3 separate regions of the Mus musculus genome follow, and regions 1 and 3 are each linked to region 2. Evidence: chromatin contacts called from public promoter capture Hi-C data. All regions are on one chromosome and are shown on one strand. Each heading gives the region's core, a stretch centred on a gene start, on an enhancer-like site or on the middle of the called end of the contact. The rest is flanking DNA. Distances are from core to core; before and after follow the strand shown. Region 1 holds the start of Cdadc1 (cytidine and dCMP deaminase domain containing 1). Region 2 holds the start of Esco2 (establishment of sister chromatid cohesion N-acetyltransferase 2). Region 3 holds the start of Rcbtb1 (regulator of chromosome condensation (RCC1) and BTB (POZ) domain containing protein 1).

Region 1 (3,038 bases), core at 504-3,003, 6.2 Mb before region 2:
ATGAAAGTTGTGCGTCTCTAGGTCAAGCCTCTTTTCAAGTTGGCCGGCTTTCAGAAAACAAGGATTTCTTTTGATGCCTCTTGCAATTATTTCCATGTCCAGTTAGATTTTAATTTTTAAAGCCTTAAACTGATAACAGGTATGGGTCAGATTTCTAAACAAGATTTCAAATAAAATATTTAAAACAAAACCAACTTATTTCTCTTAAATAAACAAAACCTCCATGGTATCTGTCAGATGAAGGAGAGGATGCCAGAAACCAAGGGTGAGAAAAAAAACTTTTGCACTGAAAAGGGATTCAAGTTAAATGTATATAACAGAATTACGATGAGATAAAATATGGACAATAAAGCTAAAAGGATTTCCAAATTTTGTATTACTAGCAAACTGACTTTTACAATGCACATTTTTAAGGCGCTAAATGTCTCCAAAAGAAAAGCCTTAATACCTGGTAATCATGGCACACACTAGAAATAACTTTTCAGACTGGAAATATGAGCTAGTTCGCTGTGGTTACAGGCACAGCATACAAAAGCCATGACACCATTCCTAGGTTCTTGCTGCATTTGGCTGTTAGGACTACAGTTGGCCAATGAAACCAGACTTAGACTACTGCTTTTCCAAGGGTAAACACTCTCTATGGAAATAAGGTATACCTGAGATTTTTGCCCTTGGGCTTCCACTCCTGGGAAGAGCTCCATCCAGAGACTGAGCAGGGTGAAAAGGTTCACTTTAGAAAGCCTTGGTATTTGACCTACAAAAGAGAAGGCAAGCACTTCAGAATTTCACTAGTGAAGGCAGAGGAGCTAAGCTCAAAGCTACGAGTGAGCTGCAGATGGTCTGGCAGGCAGGAGAATAAAAGCTTCCTTAGCAAGAGTGGCCACAACCTCACTTTCAGTGACCTCGGGTGGCACTTTCCAAAGTTGGGTGCTTTTTTTTTCTCCAGCTCACCCCACAGGTAAAATAGTAAAACTGATACAAAGGCTCTGGAAATAATCAATCAATCAATAGGATAAGGGCTCCTCTCTGATGTAGCCGAGGAGCAAGGTCCCCACCCCTACCCCTCTGGAACCTGGCATTGCTAAAAGGGCAATGGTTGGAACATGATTGATCTTCAACCATAAGGCAAAACTTGAGGGAGGTATCACGGGTGGTGAATTTGCCAAAGCGCAATTTCAGGCTCTTCAGCTCCGGGATACTGACTCTAGGTGCAACCACCCACCAGTGCAGGACAGGACGCGACCTATGAAGCCTGGACAGCACAGTGTCCGGGACGCGCGCCTGGCAAGGAGACCAGGGACGGCGGGGCAGACAGGAGTCGCTGTGAGTCACAGGGCAGGCAGGGTGTCAGGGAGGTGCAGTATGTGTGTGTGTGGGGGGGGGGGGGGGAGTAGCAGGCTAGCAGGGCGGGAAGGAGACATAGAGCAGGGAGGGTGCTGGGCTGTGCGGAGACACAGGACAGGCAGGATGCGGAGCTGGAGGGAGACTCGGGCAAGCGTGCAGAGCGCCAGGAGAGGGGCAGGGCGGGAGAGAAGGCCACCGCACTCACCCGTCATGCTGCCCGTCTGCGTGCCGACTGACCTCTCGGCCCCGGAACCCTCCAAACTCTGCATCTGATCCGTTTCTTTCATCCCCAGCCCAAAGGCCTCGGCCCAGGACAGCTTGCCCGGTCAGGCATGATAGGTTCCTTGAAGCTCGCCTACGGCCACCTCTGCGGCCTGTCAACAACCGCTTGTTCTGCGCAGCAAGATGACGTCTCGGTATGCCCCCCCCATCGCTTCCGGCGCTTAATGTGACGTCAGAGTCCGGCGCACCGAGGTGGTGGTGGTGGTTATCTATCAGTTATGCTACTCTGTGTAGCAGGCTGTGTTCAGTGATTTTTGCAGAAAGAAGGACGCTTGAAGTTGTCTTGGTTCGGGACAGTAGGGGACCAGGGTGGAGGACTTAAACAGAGAGAGGCGAACATAGAACCGGAGTGGGCGAGGTGGGGGAAGCAGGGCCATCGGAACCCAGCCGTCAGATGTGGGCGGATCCCAGGGTATTTGGTTCTGCTTCATATCCAAACTCACACAAACTATGAGAAGAGAACTGGGAGGATCGAAGAGTTAAGTAGACAGCGGAACCTGAAAAATCTGAGTTGTCCGTCCCAATGAATTTGTAAATAGAGCGTACGTGTGCGCGCTTACCGTACAGAGGGTATCTTCCTCTATATGGCCCTCCAAATGTTTGTTTTGAGAATGGGTCTCTGCTTGGATCTGGAGCTCACTGGTTGGCTACACTGGAGCTTCATCCTCCTGTCTCAGACTTTACACACTTGTGACTACAGGCTGGTGCAGCTTTACTCAGACCTTTTTTTTTTTTTAATGTGGGTTTGAGGGATCCAGAAGGAACTCCTCAAGCTTATATCTAAAGCATGTACACAATGAACCATCTCCTCAGCCCCCAGTGAAAAATATAAAGTGTAAAATGAAGCCTGGAGAGGTCAGAAACATGGCCCAGCAGTTAAGAACACTTCCTACTCTTCCAGTGGGTCTGAGTTCAGTTCCCAACACCCACATCCAGAGTGGGTCACTACAACCCTTAACTCCAGAGATGGATATTTGAACAAAAATTGTAAAAATAGTTTTATTTTTATTTAAAATATAATATCATTACAAATCTCCCCCCTCCCCGAGGCCCTGATCATTTTTAAATTAATTCATGGTTTTTCTTTAACCACTATTGTTTATATACATGTATTATATATGTATATAATATATACACACATATATCTCTACATATATGTGCTTGTATGTATATGCTTTTAGGACTGATCACTTGGTACTGGATAACTAGTTGAGGGGACTTATTCTTGGGGAAGACTAATTTCTCCTCTGTTATTATTTACCCTTCATCTAGATATGGGACCCCTGGGAGATTTCACCCATGTTGGCAAGTTAGCTGGTGTTGGCATTGTTCGGGTCTTGTTTTGGCAGCCATGTTGTTGAAATTTTGTAGGTGGAGCTTTCCTGCAACAACTAGAAGACAATGTTCTGACA
Region 2 (3,045 bases), core at 221-2,720:
CACCAAAGGGCTGGAGGGATGATGGCTCATCTGTTAAAAATATTCTCCATGTATTTTTCCCGATTAGCTACTAAAATACCCTATGATAAATTTTCTGTAATAGACACTGGCAAGACTGGATTTTTTCATATTTAAAAGAGTTCATACATACAGGTTAAGACTTACCTATCATCATTATCAGCATTCAGTGTATATCGCTTCCTCTTTCTTGGAGTACAAGTTGCCATCATCTTAGTTAAATTCCTAAAGGCAGCAAATATGTCAGTTATAATAAAGTCACCAAAAGGATAGAAAACGCACCATGTCAAAATTGTTTATAAATCTTGATTCTAAATAAGTGACTGCAAATAAATACCCAAGGGAACATTGCTTTTTGAGATAGTGCTTCACATAGCAGAGCTTAGCCTCAAATTCAAACTCATTCACTCTGTCGCCAAGGATAAACTTGAACTCTTGAGCTTTCCAGAACTGGAATCACAAGCTAAGTCACCAGGCTTGGTTCCAAGAAACAGATTAAGAAAAACAACAACGAACCAACCACAGAAAGACAAACAAAACCTAGTCAGGTGTGACGGTGCAAAATGGGAGGCATAGGCAAAGGGACCCTGAGTTTGAGGCAAGCCTGGGGTACAGGGGGTCTCAAAAAAAAAAAAGCAAAGCAGTAAGCTATGTATTAGAGAAGTAAACAGTGATAAAAGGGAAGGAGGGTGGGTTGGGGAAATACTGCGCTACAGTAGATGAGAGTGATGAAAGGTGATCCTACTAACGAGGCCGGGTGGAACCCTAATTGGGGTACACTTCCCTTTAATTAAACCAGTCACATCAAGTTTTGGCACTCCTGGTAGGCCTTTGGCACTAGCCTCCTTCCATGGCTCCTCCATATTCCACTTAGCACACTTTCTGACTGACCAGCCAGTCATCTTCACAGCCTGCACGTTCAGGGAAGGCAGAGATTGCTCACACCCTTCCTGGAGGTCTGAGCGAGGTAATATGGGTGGGACAAGTCCTCCCCACGGGTCCCGGCGGGGCTCCCTCACCTCACTAGGCAGCTTGCTAAAGTCAAGCCGCGTCCCTTAGGGAGATAATTCTAGAATGTTCTTTCCTTCCTTTCCCCTTCCTTCGGAAAGGGTATGTCAGTCCCACAGAACTCCACAAGCGCGACCTCTAAGCCAACCCGAGCGTCTACGGGGCAACAGGGAAGCCCTCTCCTTGCCTGCGTGAGAGACGCTGGCACCCAGAGCGGGAGCCCCGCGGGAGGAGCAGGCAGCGGGCTACGTTCAAGGCCCTTGCCCCTTGACGTTACCTTCGTTCCTCAGTCTCCTTCTGGACCGGCGTCCACGCCTGCGGGGGTACCGCACGAAATGACCCCTCTGCACCTCAGCAAGCTTACGACCTTGCTCACAGGAACCCGGCGCTCCGCCAGTGTGTTCAAATTCACGCGCGCTACTTGAGACCAACGCTGCTGCGTACTGATTCGTCACTGCTCAGGCGCTTCCTAGAGCCTGCGCCGCGATTGGCTTCTCGCTAGTCATTGCCCCGCCCTCCGGCGAGGAGGTCTCCGAGATTCTCCCGCCCTTGAGAGGCAAAGCTGGTCAGGGGGAGGGAGTTGGGGGGAGGAGTTGGGGAAGAAGGAAGGCACACCTCCTGAAATCCTGCAATAACTTCAGGCTTCAGACCGACGCCCGTAACAGTGCATTCTGGGAATTGTAGTTTATGGCTCAGCTGAATTGGAAGTTAAATTCTGAGGCAGTTTGGTGCAAACAGCTAACGAAAAGTGACATCCCCAAGATACTGGAGGCTCTTATTTTTCATATTTGAAGCCCTATTGTTGGTTTTGCGTTTTAGAAAAAAAAGTGAGATTTTCAGTTTCCATTTTACTATTTTATTATTCAAATTATGGTGTGAATGTTTGCTAAATTTGGTTACTTTATATATTTTTAAAGATTTTATTTATTTTTTGACTATGTGCATGCCTGCAAGTGAGTATGTGTATGTGAATGGAGATACCAGCATAGGTCAGAGGAGTTGAATTCCCTGGATCAAGTTTAGACAGTTATAGGTCACCAAATGTGGATACAAGGAATTGACCTCAGGTCCTCTGCAAGAGTAGTCTGTGTTCTTAATAGCTGAGCCCAATCTCTTGAGCTGGATCCTTTACATGTTTTATTTCACGTACTCCTTACACAACCTATGAAGTTTGTATTATCATTCCTCATTTACAGAAAATGAAAACGAAGGCCTGAACACAATCACTATTTACAGGGAAGGCCTGTGGCACTCCAACTCCAATCAAGTGTCTTTTGGCAAGCAGAAATGTTCTTAAAACACTCACAGGCTTTTAAGGAGTTATTAGTGTCTAGAAGTCTCAGACAAATGTTGAAAGGAAATAAAACTTGAGACCTGTGAGTCACGTAATGTATGTCAAATAGCCCAAAGAGTTGTTTGTGAGCTTTGAAACCTGGGGCTGAGAACATAGCAGAACAGACCAGGACATGCCTGGGCAGGCCCATCGCCTCCCTATCTCCCACCCCTCTGACTTAAGTTAAATGTTAACAGGCTGCTGATGTTTAAATGGACCAATCATGTGAAACTGCGCCAATTCCTCCCCCAGTCCCACTCCTTTTCTATAAAAACCCCTAGCTTCCAAGCCACTGTCTCCTGTGTGAGATACCGGAGCTCCGCCATTAAAATACCCGTGTTGTTACATCAAGGTGTTGTGTTCTATTCGTGATTCTTGGGTGCACGCTGAATTGGGAGCTGAGTCGGGGTTTCCCCACTAGGTTCTTTCTTTTTTTTTTTCCATTTTTTATTAGGTATTTAGCTCATTTACATTTCCAATGCTATACCAAAAGTCCCCCATACCCACCCACCCCCACTCCCCTACCCACCCACTCCCCCTTTTTGGCCCTGGCGTTCCCCTGTACTGGGGCATATAAAGTTTGCGTGTCAACTAGGTTCTTTCAATGTCTAGTTCTAAATAAGTCTAAGCGATGGATGTCCTTCTTCATAGAACAAAGCTGGCTGGAATGAATTGACAAATGGCTA
Region 3 (3,152 bases), core at 290-2,789, 6.6 Mb before region 2:
CAGACCTTATAGTTCATTGGTATTCTAACCTTCTTACTAGAAAATATTTCCATAAAAAAGGAATACTGTCTCTCTGTAGGCAACCTTCAGCACAAACATTAATTGTACTCTATTTGCAGCTGCAAAACGCTTCAGAAAGACTCTGTGGTAAGGGACTCCTTTCTTCCCTATGTTCCCATAATTTTCCATTTCTATCCTCCCTCAAGTCTACCAAATTTCCATATTTTTGGTGTTGCTCTTCCATTGGCTGATAGTGAGAGTCTAGTCAGTTCTCAGTTATTGTAGTAAGACCATATAGCCCTGTTATGAAGAGTTCATAATATGTGAGATCAGGTAACAATAGATACTTAATCTCTTAGATGCAGAGTAATACATTTACCTGCATTGTGAATTTTCTGTTTTGAGTATGTAGTATTATAACTAGAGGAGTAGTTGTAGCTGAGGCTGTCTCAATGAACTTTTACAACAACTGAAGATGTTAAGTCTGCAAGAAGAATAGATGGTGTCTGACCTCAATTTTGAAAGATGAGAGACCGATGAATATTTTGGGAAATGTTAGGAAAAAAAAAAAAAAAACCAGAGCCAGAGTCATTAAACTGGTAAAAACAGATTTTACCCAGGGACTAGTACAACAGAAAGAAACATTAGGGTATAAAATAGGGCTCAATTTCTATATTGCAATAATTTCTAAGTAAAATCTGTTTTTAACCTCTTCCTCCTGTTTTTTCTTTGAGAAAGGAAATGGTGATTCTGAACATTTGAGATCAAGGCAAAAGAATGAACAAACCCTGAGAGGCCTACAGCAATTTAAGGTATATATATATATATTTAAAAATGTAATCCACCGAAAGTACTCAAGAGAAACAAGAATTCTCTATAGGGGGGAAGCACGTTGTAGTTACTATGTGCTGACAGAAAGGTTTTTGGACCGCATCTGCTTAGTGGTAAACAGAAAACAAAGGGGATTTGTATTTACCGCTGGGACCTGAAAAGGGAAAGGTGAGTCTAAACAAGATAGCTTGAATGTTGGGGTGCCAAGTGTAGACTTTGGTCTCTAGTGCCAAATGGGAGAGCCTAGGGCGGTAGGGGACTTTACAACTGATAAGCTTCTTCTGATAGACGCACAAAGCACAAAGCACAAAGCGGCCGCTCCCTTCCGGACCTCAGTTGTACCCGCTTAACACAAGAAAAGTTCTGGGCAGAGAGAGAGCTTTCAGCAGCCTTGCCTCTGCCCTCCTGACCTAGGCGTCCTGGCCTTCCTCGGACCGGGCAGAGACACGTGTCCTGAAGACCAGCGGCCTGGGATGGGCGGAGCGGGAGGAAGGCCACGCTCTGCTGCCATCCTGGGACGCCTTCGCCTTCCGGTCCTCGCGGGAGCCACTACGGCGCCCCTGCGCTGCGCCAGCAGCCCGGTCTACAACCAAACCCGAGCGGGAACCTGAGCAGACAGAGGGCGCGCGCTGCGCGGGGCGCTCCGGTGTCACGTGACGCGACCCGCCCACGTGACCGGCGGCCCGGGCGCTTGTGCTCGCTCCCGGTTTTGGGGGGGAGGAGCCGGCTACGGCTAAGGCGGCGGCGGCGCAGCGGAGTCAGGGCCTGGCCGGGCGGCCTGACAGGTAGAGCGCTGCAGGGCGGCGGTGCGGGCGAGCGAGCAGGCGAGCCGGACAGGGCCTTGTTCGGCCGCTGGCTGCTGAGTCCGCGCCCTCCCGAGGGCCGTGCGCACCAGGCGCGTTCGCGACTCCCCGGCGACGCGCACCCCGCACCGGGCACCCGCGGATTCCGTCTTGCGGGCGCTTCCCCCAGGTGTGCGGCGAGCCGAGTACGTGGCGTTGCCCGCGGCCTGCCTCTGAGGAGCTGCGCTGTCCGCCCTGCGGGGGAGGAACCCGGAGCACGCAGGTTAGCGGTGGGAGGCTGACTGCTGCAGAGCGCCGAAGCCGAGGGTTGCAGTTTTATAAGACAATACAGCTTGCTTTTAGAAACATTCATAGTCTCCCTCGCCTCTGCCCCGTTACTGCTACGAGGATTAAAGCTCGTGGTGGGCAAAACAATCGGAGTTTCTGAGACTGGCGTGCGCTGTAGCGGGCGTAGCATCAAAAGCAAGAAATGCTGGCAGGCATGAGATGATGCTTACGGGACCCTTACGGGAGTTTAGAGTGTCTTTTAAATTTTGACTTCAATTTAAATCACAACAGGATTTAGGTTCTCTTCTTCTGTGGCCTGGGTTTTACTCCATTGTGTGAATACCAGTACTTCGGGGCGGGTTTTTTTTTTTTTTTTTCCTTTCCCCCTCTTTGTGCCTATTGAAGAGGAAGTGATGCGTTAATCTTTGAAGTGTTTCTTCTGTGATTTTTAAGTCTTATGATCCGAAGTGTTAAGTTCTACGAATCTCAGAACATATACAGGAAACCAAAGCTATGAAGCTCGTAGCTTAAATTTTGTGTTCTAAGGTTTTAAACTGAGTGCCTGTGTGTACCAGAAAGTGAGAAGTCTGGGGTCTTTATCCGAGAGTCATGCAATTGAATTGCTCTTTCTGCATTTGGTACTTAAAAGGAAGCATATGAAACAAAGGTTGGGCCTTCATGCGTTTACAGGCCTGACAAGACATTGAAATACATTTTCTTTCTTAACTAGGATCTATAGTTAAAAAATTTTAAGACAGTACATTACCTTATATGTATCCAGAGATGTGATAAAAACTGCTGGACTTTAACTAGAATAGATTTCCTAACATGTCAGTTAATTAATCTACTATGTAATTTGGCTCACAATATAGACGAAAAATTTCAAGTTTTCAAGTATATCTAGGCCACAATATACGGTTTATAAGAAGTCTACAGATCGAGTTCCAGGACCATCAGAGCTACACAGAGAAATCCTGTCTTGATAACAAGCAAAACATTTACAAGCTAAGAGTGAAGAAAAATTTAGAAAATATAAATAAATATAAAGAAGAATGTACATAATCTGTAATTTTACACCTAGAGAAAACATCTTATATTTTAGAGTGTGAGTTCTATATACTTTGGAAATTTGAGGAGTTCCAGAGTTTCCACAGTAAGATTTCAGATTGTAAGAAAAAGCCACTAGCAAAAGTTTGGGCACTGAAGCTACCAAAATCTGCTTGATTCTAGAATTTAGATACTGAATATCAG

Evidence for each region. Promoter capture Hi-C pulls out the DNA fragments that hold promoters and counts their contacts.
Region 1: a contact with region 2 is called in a promoter capture Hi-C map of pre-B cells, with 3 times the contacts expected there. The contact joins the promoter of Cdadc1 here to the promoter of Esco2 in region 2. A contact is called at or near these places in 1 of 39 promoter capture datasets (pre-B cells) and 1 of 484 Hi-C or Micro-C datasets (CD4 T cells).
Region 3: a promoter capture Hi-C map of pre-B cells shows a contact between it and region 2. The contact joins the promoter of Rcbtb1 here to the promoter of Esco2 in region 2. A contact is called at or near these places in 1 of 39 promoter capture datasets (pre-B cells) and 1 of 484 Hi-C or Micro-C datasets (CD4 T cells).

What each region holds. Positions count from the first base shown.
Region 1 is chr14:59,596,206-59,599,243 of GRCm38.p6, forward strand. It overlaps Cdadc1 (cytidine and dCMP deaminase domain containing 1), which reads right to left and starts at 1,754. Exons shown (of 10, transcript NM_027986.3): 1 at 1,550-1,754; 2 at 657-754. The coding sequence starts at 1,631.
Region 2 is chr14:65,832,499-65,835,543 of GRCm38.p6, forward strand. Esco2 (establishment of sister chromatid cohesion N-acetyltransferase 2) reads right to left here and starts at 1,471. Exons shown (of 11, transcript NM_028039.2): 1 at 1,304-1,471; 2 at 166-243. The coding sequence starts at 230.
Region 3 is chr14:59,199,689-59,202,840 of GRCm38.p6, forward strand. Rcbtb1 (regulator of chromosome condensation (RCC1) and BTB (POZ) domain containing protein 1) reads left to right here and starts at 1,540. Exons shown (of 12, transcript NM_027764.2): 1 at 1,540-1,896.